Linked DNA regions of Mus musculus: region 1 is linked to region 2. The links are chromatin contacts, called in public Hi-C maps. All regions are on one chromosome and are shown on one strand. Each heading gives the region's core, a stretch centred on a gene start, on an enhancer-like site or on the middle of the called end of the contact. The rest is flanking DNA. Distances are from core to core; before and after follow the strand shown. Region 1 has its middle 78 kb from the start of Gm30567. Region 2 overlaps Gm30444 (a long non-coding RNA gene).

Region 1 (5,950 bases), core at 1,619-4,118, 120 kb after region 2:
GTACATAGCACCATACCTAACTTACTCAGTTTTGGGACTGGAACCCGGAACTTTGGGCATGCGCCACTAATTGAGCCACACACAGAGCTTCTTATTCCTACTTTAATCAAATCATTATGAAAATCTGAGCAGAAGGAATAGGCAGTCAGCCTGAGAACTCTTGTACACACCGAAGGGTTTTTTGATCTAAGGTATATTATAACAGGGTGGTTGTGCATAGCCAATTGTACAGTTACAGTTCACCTGATAGCAAAGGTCTGACTGTTTTCATATAAAGGAGATATAGAGATGAACGTCCACACTTAAGAAGGGAGCCTGAGGAGATGATGCAGTCTCTAGATAGTTGTGTAGTGTTACAAAAATAATGTTTGCTTGGCAAGAGGGAAAAGTGGTTCTTAGAGTTCATGTGAAGGACTGAAAGGCTTGAAGACTTCGCTACTCACTGTACCAGTGCTGACAAAGGAATTGTGGTCTTACTATTTGTGACCCCCCTCCCCCATGTAGAGTTGATTTTTTTCTTTATTTCTTCAGGGAAAACCCATCTGTAGCCTTATAAAAATATCAATGACCAAGCTGGATTTGCTGCTTAGATCATTTTCAGAAGATGCCTCTCCTTTCTAAGGGAGGAGAATAAAAGCCAGTTTCTCTAAAGTCAAAATTATTGAAATTGTCTAGAGTGGCATTGCTTCTTCTACAAGCTGTTCTGGAGGCAGAGTGTGGGTAACAGGGCAGACTTCAAGGAGACACCCCACCGAGATCAGCAGAGAAACATCTGTCTCTACTTGGAGATCAACTGCTAAAAATACTTCCATATGCTGAGGCCAGTCACCCATGTTGGGGACCTTTCCTCAATAACACCCATGTGACAACTGAAGTCCTACAGTGGCCCAGGAAAAAAAGAAACAAAGGAAATCAGACCACCATCTAGGATCCCCAAATGGATGTGAGGCAGAATTTGGTCTTAGGCACATTGTCTTTCATCTGTTGTAGCCCTTGCTCTTCCCTAGGGTTGGGATGCGGTACTGGTGTATGTTCTGTGAGATAAACAGCGCCACACAGTTTTTATGAATAGCAACATTTTCAGCTGAAATCCCAGTGGCCAGTGAGCTTTTTCCTACCGGACTACCATGCTTAGCATCATGAGCAAAGGATCTCTCTCTTTTTTCCTTTCTTTCTTTCTTTCTTTCTTTCTTTCTTTCTTTCTTTCTTTCTTTCTTTCTTTCTTTCTTTCTTTCTTTCTCTCTCTCTCTCTCTCTCTCTCTCTCTCTCTCTCTCTTTCTTTCTTTCTTTTTTTTTTTTCGAGACAGGGTTTCTCTGTATAGCTCTGGCTGTCCTGGAACTCACTTTGTAGACCTGGCTGGCCTCGAACTCAGAAATCCGCCCGCCTCTGCCTCCCAAGTGCTGTGATTAAAGGCATGTGCCACCATCGCCGGCGGCAAAGGATCTCTTAAGTCCAACTCCACCCAAAGCAGCAGGTGCTTGTGGCACCTCCGTGTCATGGTGTTTGTGGTATTCACATAAACCTAGACGCTTGGGAAAGGGACTCTCAATCCAGGAGTTTCCTTTTATCAGATTGGTGTGTGGGCACATCTGTGGGCATGTCATTTTCTCAATTGCTGATGGCTTTGGAGGGACTAGCCCACTGTGGGCAGTGCCATCCCTGGGCATATGGGCTTGGGCTGTATAAGAACGAGAGCTGAACAAGCCAGGAGAAGCAGTCCAATGAGTTGTGTTCCTCCATGGCCTCTGCTTCAGGTCCTGTCTCCATGTCCCTGTCTCAGCTTTTGTCCCTGGTTTCACTTGAGGACAAACTGCAACTTGTAAGCCAAGTAACCAAGTAACCTTTCGTCCCTGCAGCTTGGCTTTGGCCAGTGCTTTGTCATAGAGACAGAAAGCAAACTAGATCTGAAGTTGGTACCAAGAGATGCAGGACCATGGAACAACAGCCAAGGTCACTGGCAGGAGTGGAGTGGAACTGGCCTTAGCCTACAGGACACGTGACTTTGTATGGACACAGATTTTCATTTCTCTTGAGTGAATAGCTAGATGGGCAATGACTGCATCATAAGTGCATGTGATTGTCAAAGTTGTAGCTGCTACGGTAGGAAGGTAATAGTATATCTTGGTTCTCCCTAATGGCCAATGACATGGAACACCTATGTCTGTGTCATGTTATTATATGTATGAACACACACACACACACACACACACACATATTACTTTAAAAAACATTTTCTCCCTTCCCTGTCCTTCTTCAATTCCTCCCATATTCTGTTCTTTGCAGTCTTTGAAATTCAGGGCCTCTTTTCTTCATTAACTGTTATTATATGCACATATGTATATACATATATTTCTAAATATAACCTGCTTATTCTGTATAACAGATGTGCTTTTGTTGTTGTTGTTGTTGTTGTTGTTGTTTTTCTTCAAGACAGGGTTTCTCTGTGTAGCTTTGGCTGTCCTGGAACTCACTCTGCAGACCAGGCTGGCCTCGAACTCAGAAATCCACTTGCCTCTGCCTCCCAAGTGCTGTGATTAAAGGCATGCACCACCACCACCCAGCAACAGATATGCTTTTAATTTAATTTTTAATTTAAGTGTTTGCTAAACTGTTTTGCTCATTTAAGAAGCATTTTAAATAAACATTATTATTACTGTATGTATATATATGATGTGTGTGACAGGTGTGTACATACTCGTGTGTGTGTGTGTGTGTGTGTGTGTGTGTGTGTGTGTAGGTCAGAGGACCACACTGTGGAGTCATCCCTTAAACGGATCCCAGGGAATGAAATCCAGATCACCAAGTTCATCCAGTGCTGCCTTTTTCTGCTGAGTCATCTCACCAGCCTAACTTCTCTTTTTCTGCTGAGTCATTTCACCAGCCTAACTTCCCTTTGAGTCTTCAGGGTTCCTTAAATGATCTGGACACAAGTCCTTGGTCGGCATCTGTCTCACAAAATTTTGCTTCAGGTGGTTCTTTTTATTTCTGTAAGGATGTCCTTTGAAGGTATAACATTTTAAACTTGGGCAAGAGCTATGTTTTTTTTTTGTTTTGTTTTGTTTTGTTTGTTTGTTTTTTTCCTGGATCTTGTTTTTGGTATCATGTCTGAGAAACCCAAGGTTGCAAAGGTTTCATTCTGTTTGTTTTTGTTCTCTTGAGAAATTTCACAGTTTAACATTTTATGCCTAAGCGTGTGATCCATTTTGATTATTTTTATAGGCATGTGAGACATGAATCAATTAAAAGTAACTTTATTGTTTTAAATTATGTATGTGTGTGTGTGTGTGTGAATGTCTATATGTAGGTATGTGCACATGAGTGCAGGTGCCTACAGAGGTTGTGGGAATCTGTAATCTTAGAGAATATAAGATGACCTGAAAGACCATCCCCCCAGAAGGTTGTGTTGAGCACTCCCTTCCTGTGATGTCCCAGCCAAACAAGCTTTACAAGAAAGCAAGGCAGGTGCAGCTAATGACCAAGAATGTTTAGTTCCCTCTTCTGGTGACTAAGACCTCACCACACCCAGGGCCATCAATGCTGGTTAAGGAAGGTCATGAAAGACACTTGTCTCTCTGGAAGGGAGAGGCTAATTACCATTTCTAAAGGGGGGAAAGAAAAAGTCAGCTGGGGCCAACAATGGGCTTAAACCAACTCTTGTTGTTATCAAGGCCTTCCCTTAAACTGTATAAAAAGTGTGGGCCTAGGAGATTCAGGGTCACCTCTGCCCCTATTGCAGGATGGCCCCCGGCACACCTGATCAATAAACCTCATTTTTATTGCATCGATCTCCGTCTCTGTGTTTCTGTGAGTGGGACATCCTGGACTAAGGCTCATTGGGTCTTACAAGGTCAGAAGAGTTGGATGCCTTGAAACTGGAGTTACAGGTGATTGTAAGTTGCTTGATGTGAGTGCTGGGAATTACACTCAGGTCTTTTGAAAACCTTTGAAATGGTAGTTGGTGCTCTAACCACTGCCAATTTTCCTCTAAGTGCTAGATAGACAGGTTGATTGATGACTGTGTTTGAGTCTGCTGTAAGCCTGTTCATATTCTGAGCTCTGGTTATATTAATTTATGGAGAGAAGTTCCGACTATGATTATGGACTTGTCTATTTTTTGTGACATTCTCTCTGGTTTGGCTTTATAAAATTCTGAAACAAAAAATTGTTCTATGTGCTGAACGTTTCATACTGTTATGTCCTCTTGATGGACTGAGCCCATATCTTCATGAGATGAATTCACACTCTCTGCAATCCACACTGTATCACTAGCAGTTACCCCGGTTCTCTCCTGGCTGGTGTAAGCATACTGCATCCTTTTATCTGTGCTCTCACAGGATGGATTTTTTTACCCTAGATCTTTTTGGTCAGGGTTAGCATGGTATATCTTCCTCACCCTATCATTTTTTTGAACTAGAGATAGCATTACATTCCCCCTAACTTTTACTTTAATGTACAGTCAGGGATGTAGTTTAAGCACCATGTGTTTCAAATTTTTTCTGAATGTTGGACATCTCTGCTCCTGTGTGTTCTCCAGCTAGCATTCCCTCTAATCTTATTACATGGCTCTTTTCCCTCAGTGCCCCAATTAGTACTTGGTGGAACTCTTAGGGGTTCCCTCTGCATCTCTAAATGTATGGTATTGTTCTCCCCTGACTTAAAGGTACCCCATATTTAGTTTTTAATAAGATAAATGTCATGCATCTGTGTATGAATTTAAAAAATCTACATCTAATAATGATAATTATTAGATTATCATAATATGATAATTGTTAATATTATCACCATTATTGTCATTATCATCATCATCATTTTAAAAGCGTCTTAGTATTTTAGAAGAGTTTTCATTGTGTAGTTCAGGTTGGCCTTGAACTAACGACCTTCTTGTTTTAGCCTTCTGAGTGCTGGGATTTTAGATGAGCACCACCATGCCCAGGTCTCTGGATGTAATTTTCAGTATACTTTCCCTACCTAGTGTTTGCTGACCATTTTGGATCTGTAGACTGATATTTCTCTGTTAATTTTGATGAATTCTGACATCACTCTTTCCGGCATTGTACGGAGCCATTTTCTCACTTTGTCATGGCTTAGATCTTCAAAGCAACAGTGTGTTGAAGTTTGGCTCCTAATTTGGTGCTCTCCTGAAAGAGAGTTGAGCCCTTAGGGACCAGTGCCTAGTGGAGGGAAGTTATGCCACTTGCTTGAAGGAGACTTGGGGTCTAAGCCCCTTTCTGTCTCCCTTTCCCTCAGGGCCACATAAAGTTGCCCACTTCTTTCACTATGCACTTCTCCCATGTTCTGCCTCACCTAAAACAACAGGATGAGCAACCTAGACTGAAACATCTGAAATAATGGGCCAAAGTGAATGGTTTCATGTCATAACTTGATTGTGTTAAGTACTTCATCAACAGAGCTCCGACAACACACCTTTTCCTTCCAAGATGCCAGTGAAAATATACGGTATCGTCTGACATTGTCTGACCTGTCCCTAACAGTGTATAAAAAGACTCCCATTCTTTATTTGCTTTGTTTGGATAATTTTATTTTGTTCGAGACTGTTTCTCTAGCCTGAGCTAGCCTCTTCTAGTCCATGCCCTTCCTGTTCCACACTCTCAAGTGCTCAGATCCCACAGGTATGTCATCAGCTGGCTTTGATTTGAGGGGCCCCCTCTGCCTGCTGTTTCTCTGCAGTTATGGAGAACTCATCTTTGGCTTTCTTGGCCGATCGATCTGTCAATCAATATCTAAAATGCATCCATTCTTCCTCATGCATATGCCTCACTTGTTACTAATTGTAAAGTTTGATTCTATAATCCACTTACTGAAGGGCTGGGGAGCCCTTCAGCTTTGATATATTCTGCTGTTCTAAATGCTATCAGATACAAAAATCTATTGCTATTATAATATGATAATAATCGTATAATACATTACTATTAATTATTGTTGTTGCTC
Region 2 (5,881 bases), core at 2,781-5,280:
CCCATTTGCCAGGAGAAAACAGAGGCACAGGGGAATTATTTGTCTGTAGAGCAAATAACTTGTTTAGAAGGCAAATTTACTTATTGGCTAATAAGTAAATGGTACAGCTTGGGCCGTCTTTGCCGGCTCTGTGCATATGCTTGTATGTGTCCCTGTGCGTCTGTGTGCATACGTGTCTATATGTGTCATTGTGTCCCAGTGTTTCTATAGGTCTCTGTATATGCCTATGTGCTTCTGTCTCTCTATGTATACATGACTGTGTATCTTTGTGTCTCTGTATTTGTGCCTTTATGTGTTCCTGTGTTTATGTGTAACAATGTGCGGATGCCCAGGTGCATTTGTGTGTGTGTGTGTGTGTGAGCATGTGCACATGTATGTACATTATACATATACATACACATAAATGCATGGCACTTGCATCCATATGCCATGTATGTGTGTGTGTGTTTGTTTGTATGCACGGTGTACCTGTGGAGGTCACAGGGCAACCTTGGATATTGGCCTTTGACTTTTACCTTGCTTGAGGCAGGGTTTCTTGTTCCCACTGTGACCTTCTGTGGATTCTCCTGCCTCAGCCTCCCTTCATCTTGTGGAAGCACTGAGATTATAGATCTATTCTGCCCCATCTGGCTTTACATGGGCTCTGGGGATTTGAACTAAGATCCTTATGTGTGTGTGGCAAGCCCACCAGGCTGCCTCCCTAATCATCATACTGAAATGTAGTTGTCACTGTAACAGTAGCCACTGTGCCTTATGACCACTGTGTGCTCAATGCCCCACATAGCACCCAACACACACTGGGTCTACACCAACGTGGCCAGACTGAAAAAAGAGGGGATAGATGAGGCTCAGGGTCAGTGATGGATAATTTACTGAAGTCATAGGAAGACAAATGTAATAAGGTAGAAATAAAGTCAGACCCTCTGTCAGTCTCCATCCAGGAGGGCTTGAAAGGGCCCAGCAGCTGCCCAGTGACAACTGTCATCGCTCACCCAGTGATCTGTTAATCAGGTATAACTAAGGTGCCAGTGATTCTCCCTACTGGGAAATGCTGGGTGACCAGCAGGGGGTGACCACGTGGTGTTGGTGACATTGACTGTCCTTTACACTTTAGGGCAGGTAGCAACATCCCTGTTCCTACCCACTAGATGTCAGTAGCAACCTCCAATCCTTCCAGTTGTGACAACAGAAATGCCAGGAGATGTCAAATATTCCCCACAGGACAGCAGTGCCCCACTGAGATCCACGGAGTTACAGTGACTTCATTGCACAGCTGTTCCATCAGGTCCCAGGCAGGTGACACCCACAGGCTAGCAAAGAAAATGGTGGGAGAGGGGAGCTTGCAACTTAGCTGCGACGAAATGAGTCATCTGGGACTCTTCCTGCAGATACTACCCCATGACAGGACCTGGGAGAGCAAAAGCAAAGCCTTGGAATCCCTGTGAGTTATCCAGTGAGTGACCGGGTTGCATGGAGAGAGGGAGGAGGAGGAGGGGAAGGAGGAGGAGGGGGAGAAGGAGGAGGGGAGGGGGATGGGGAGGAGGAGGGGGGGAGAAGGGGGAGAAGAGGAGGAGGAGGGGGAGGAGGAGGGGGAGGGGGAGGGGGAGGAGGAGGAGGAGGAGGAGGAGGAGGAGGAGGAGGAGGAGGAGGAGGAAGAGGAGGAGGAGGAGAGGTTTGGCAGGGTTCTGGGGTTCTAGGGCCTGAGATAATGCAAAGTCTCTGCCCTTTGTATTACTGCTTCTCCTCAGTGATCTCACGAAATGCCGGACAGACGCAACCTAATAAAGAAAAGAAGACATACTTTGGCCCACAGTTTAAGGATTTGGGGATACCACCACCGTGGCTGCAGTAGCTTGAGATAGTTAGCCAAGCACTGCATCTGCAGCCGGGAAGCAGAGAGATGGACGCCTGTGCTCAGCCTGCTTTGCTTTGCCTGGTCCAGGACCGCAGCTGATCTCAAGCACCCCTACAGTTAGGGTGGGCTGGGTCTCCCCATCTCTGTTAACCAAATCTAGAAACTCTACCACAGACATGCCTAGATGCTTATTTCCCAGGTCACTCTACTCCTGTCAAGCTGACGAACTAATGACTGTATTTTTACACTGGGTGGCATCCAGACCAACATGCTGGGCATGTGGTTAGCAAAACTCTCCTAGAGCTCACTTCTCTCCTGTTTCCTTCCTAGACAGGCTTCCAAGTGTAACTGGCTTGACCCACGCTACCATCTCGTCAGCAAGAACGCACGCAGGACACTCGGATCCGTCTGCAGTAAAGCTTTAATGAATCTCAAGAGATAGATGATCAGCTTCAGGAGAGGAGACCCAGAGAGCAGAAAACCCTTCCCTTATATAGGCTGCGAAGTAAGTTTGGAGACGTGCACTAGCCGGATTGGCTGCCCACCATCAGCCAGATGACGCCATGGGAGAGGCAGGGCTCAGGTAATGGAAAGATACCCTGACGCCTGCGCACACTACTTGTTTTTCACCACGAGCAACAGATGTCAGCGCCATTTTGTAATGGCGACCGTGAGGGCGGCTCCTCACACTGGCTAGTTTTGTGTCAACTTGACACAGCTGGAGTTATCACAGAAAAAGGAGCTTCAGTTGAGGAAATGCCTCCACGAGATCCAGCTGTGGGGTATTTTCTCAATTAGTGATCAAGGGGGAAAGGCTCCTTGTGGGCGGGACCATCGCTGGGCTGGTAGTCTTGGTTCTATAAGAGAGCAGGCTGAGCAAGCCAGGGGAAGCAAGCCAGTAAATAACATCCCTCCATGGCCTCTGCATCAGCTCCTGCTTCTTGACCTGCTTGAGTTCCAGTCCTGACTTCCTTGGTGATGAACAGCAGTATGGAATTATAAGCTGAATAAACCCTTTCCTCCCCAACTCGCTTCTTGGTCATGATGTTTGTGCAGGAATAGAAACCCTGACTAAGACAATGGGTGAGGTGGGGCAGAGGAATGTGCAGTGTTTGTCACATGGGATGGAGTCAGAAAACAGGACTGGGCTAGCAAACCTTAAGGCCTTCCCTGTGTGACACACTAACTCCAGCAGGCTCCACCTCCTAAAGGCTTCATGACCCTCCAAAACAGCACAAGCAACACATGAACCTGTGGGAGACATCTTAGACTCAAACTTTATGACAGAAGGGTTGTTTGATAGCCCTCCACTTGGATAAGCCCCAATGTGTGTTGGGGTCCTTTTGTGACTTCATGGTCATCTCCCTAACCCCATACTTACTCTCTCAAAGTCACCTACTCCATCAATTCTGCCTGGCTACTTTTCAAATCCTAATTGTGTTCTGTATCTTGCCCAATGTTTGGCACTTCTAACAATTAGCATAAAGGTCTGACATATAGTAGGTGGTCATCTGCTCCTACATTAGCATAGACCTATAGTGTGCCAGGTGTTGTGAAGGGCACTGGGCACGCTGTGGTGTTAAGCATCTACCTTCGGGAGTGTTTAATATACTGTCTCCCTGGTGTGACAGGAGATGAGATACAGACACAGCTCCAGAGAGTCACTTCTCAGGTCTGTGAAATGCTGTTCCCTGGAAAACAGCTCCAGGAAAGTAGGCTCAGGCAGTGCGGAGCACCTGTGCAGACAACAAGGTCTAGTCCTCGGCTCATAGCAAACAACAATCACAGGACATATTGGGCCTTGTCGGGTGTGTGTGTGTGTGTCCAGAGTCTGTCTTCTGGAATGAGTAGGAGAGTGTGGAAGTCTAAGATGATCCTCAAGCGAAGACATGGAGCTACTAAGTCAGGGGCCTTCATAATTCTCCTTGAATGCTCACAACTTTGTGATGTAGGCTCTGGGGTTCATACACCCATTTTACAGACCCAGAGAGATCGACTTGTCTGCGGTGGCCAGTGAGCTGGCAGCAGGGTACATGTGATGCCTGGACGCCCATCTCTGTTTTTATTTTTTCCCCTTTCTCTGATCTTCCTGCCTCTGCTTCCTTTTCAGCATGCTGGGATGGCAGGCTGTGTGCCGTCCACCCAGTTATTGTGAGAACCCGGCCTAGTGCAAGCCCAGCACAGTCTACCAACTGCTCTGCCTCCCTAGTCCTGGACTTTTCAACTCGCAATGGGTGCTTTGGGTTGTAGGTTCAGAGCACAGACTGGAGGTGATATCACAGCTCTGAGTTGCCGGCCTTTTGACGCTAGCCAAGTCACTTTTCCAAGTCTTGATTTCCTTATATCCATAATTCTAAGCCTTCTTGTGAGGTAGCAGTGTGACGGCCCAAGTAGAAAAGATTCTAAGAGAACATGGTAAAGCTCTCAGAACACACAGCGGCTGCTGCCTCAGAAAAAAAAAAAATCCCAAAGTTCTTTTCTTTTTGTAGAAGCTGAAAGCCAAAGGGTGGATGATCTCACCTCCTTCCCCGGAAGGAAGATGCAGAACTTCCTGGGAACCGCACATCCCTCCTTCCTCCTCCGAGTCCAAATTTCAAGAAATGCAGCTAAAATTGGCCCTCAAACAGCTTTTGCAGAGCACGCCGCAGCTTTTTTTGGGCCTAGAGAGCCAGTTTCCATGATGAAAGTGGCACAGAAGGAGAGACCCAGCTAAAAACAGCCACCGCCCAGGCTGGTGTTAACAGGATGCAGCCTACCCTAAGATCTGGCAGTTCATACGCCCAGGCTTCCGCAGCTGATTTGCGCATCGCCACTAGGTGGTAGCATCGCGACATGAGGCGCGGGAGCACACTCCAGGACCCCAATGACCGAGAACCCTGTGAGTGAGAACATTAACCTGCCTTGGAATTCGCCACTTCATTGTCTTGCTTTTATTTTGGGGCATGCATTTGCATTACAGGAGCTCCACCGAAGAGTACTTCTTTTAGGGGATTGGGACCCAAAGAGGTCTTGGGCATCCTGGCTGCAAACACCAGACACCCTGAATCACCTAACCCAGCAGGTTTCACCATGCCAACCTGGCTTCTTTTTGAACATTCCAAGCAGAGGCGTCAGAGTCTAGAGGGAGAAGGTACGCATTTGGAGTAAAAGCCAGCTGTCTCCTTTTCTGGGTGCAGGCAGTGTGGCTGCGGTGTCTCAAGGCCACTGAGGCATTATAACCTAGACCCTGAGCAGGATATGAAGGGACTGTTTTCAGAACAAAGAGGACTCACTGCTGTTTCTACAAGTATGTGTGAGGCACATGCATTTGTTAAATGCACTTGCCTGGGCCTGCAGAGTATGGGAGGCCAGAGATGACATTGGGTTGTTATCCTCAATTGCTTCTCCTTTTTATTATTTTGAGACAGGGTCTCCCATTGAATCTAGAGCTCATCTGTGGCTACACTGGTTAGCCAGGGAGCCCTGTAGTGCTGGGGCGATTTACTTTCTTCTCCGGGAGGCTGGGGCTCCTAACTCAGCTGAGAACTTACTTAACCAAGCTTGAGGGCTCACACAGCCGGTGTTTCATCCACTGAGGCATCTCCCCAGCCTCTATTGTCTATTGTCTATTACAGTTCAGTTTCTCTCTGGTCCAGTGTATAGTAGATGCTCAACAAACACACATCACGTTTTCTCATCTAAAATGCTTGGGACTAGAAGTGCTTTGGACTAGGATGTTGGAATACATGCACAGATACAGTGGGGTGTCTTGGGAAAGGGCCCTGAGTCTGAACCCTGCATTCAGGTATGTTCTGTATGTATCTTTTATGCATAGCCAGAGGTCAGTTTTATAAACTTTTCCATGCACCTGTGTTTTGACTGCAGCTGTCATGCAAGGTCACATGTGGAATTTCCCACTCGTGGTCTAATTTGCTCAGTTTTGGATTTTGGATTTTTGGATTATGGATATTTATTATCTTAGTTTGGGGACCACAGAGGAAGGTGGACAGGGTGGGCCAACACTGTGGACACCAGGAGTTTTCCTTT

What was found. Hi-C and Micro-C count contacts between places; a contact is called where the count stands out from the background.
Region 1: a contact with region 2 is called in a Hi-C map of extraembryonic ectoderm, with 3 times the contacts expected there. The contact joins two enhancer-like sites. A contact is called at or near these places in 1 of 39 promoter capture datasets (embryonic stem cells), 2 of 15 datasets of contacts at CTCF or cohesin (both in embryonic stem cells), 26 of 484 Hi-C or Micro-C datasets (embryonic stem cells, extraembryonic ectoderm, induced pluripotent stem cells and 1 more), 12 of 115 datasets of contacts at active chromatin or transcription factors (all in embryonic stem cells) and 1 of 9 other capture datasets (embryonic stem cells).

Annotation. Positions count from the first base shown.
Region 1 is chr16:9,129,468-9,135,417 of GRCm38.p6, forward strand. No RefSeq gene overlaps it. Among named protein-coding and RNA genes, the nearest start is that of Gm30567, 78 kb to the left of the region's middle. Within about 2 kb of position 2,869, at least 26 of the 459 cell types and tissues checked have an H3K27ac peak or open chromatin away from gene starts, as enhancers often do. A contact at or near this core is called in extraembryonic ectoderm and induced pluripotent stem cells, where this site is marked.
Region 2 is chr16:9,004,956-9,010,836 of GRCm38.p6, forward strand. It overlaps Gm30444 (a long non-coding RNA gene), which reads left to right. Exons shown (of 3, transcript XR_001781882.1): 2 at 1,389-1,453; 3 at 1,749-2,284. Among named protein-coding and RNA genes, the nearest start is that of Gm30444, 10 kb to the left of the region's middle. Within about 2 kb of position 4,031, at least 24 of the 459 cell types and tissues checked have an H3K27ac peak or open chromatin away from gene starts, as enhancers often do. A contact at or near this core is called in extraembryonic ectoderm and induced pluripotent stem cells, where this site is marked.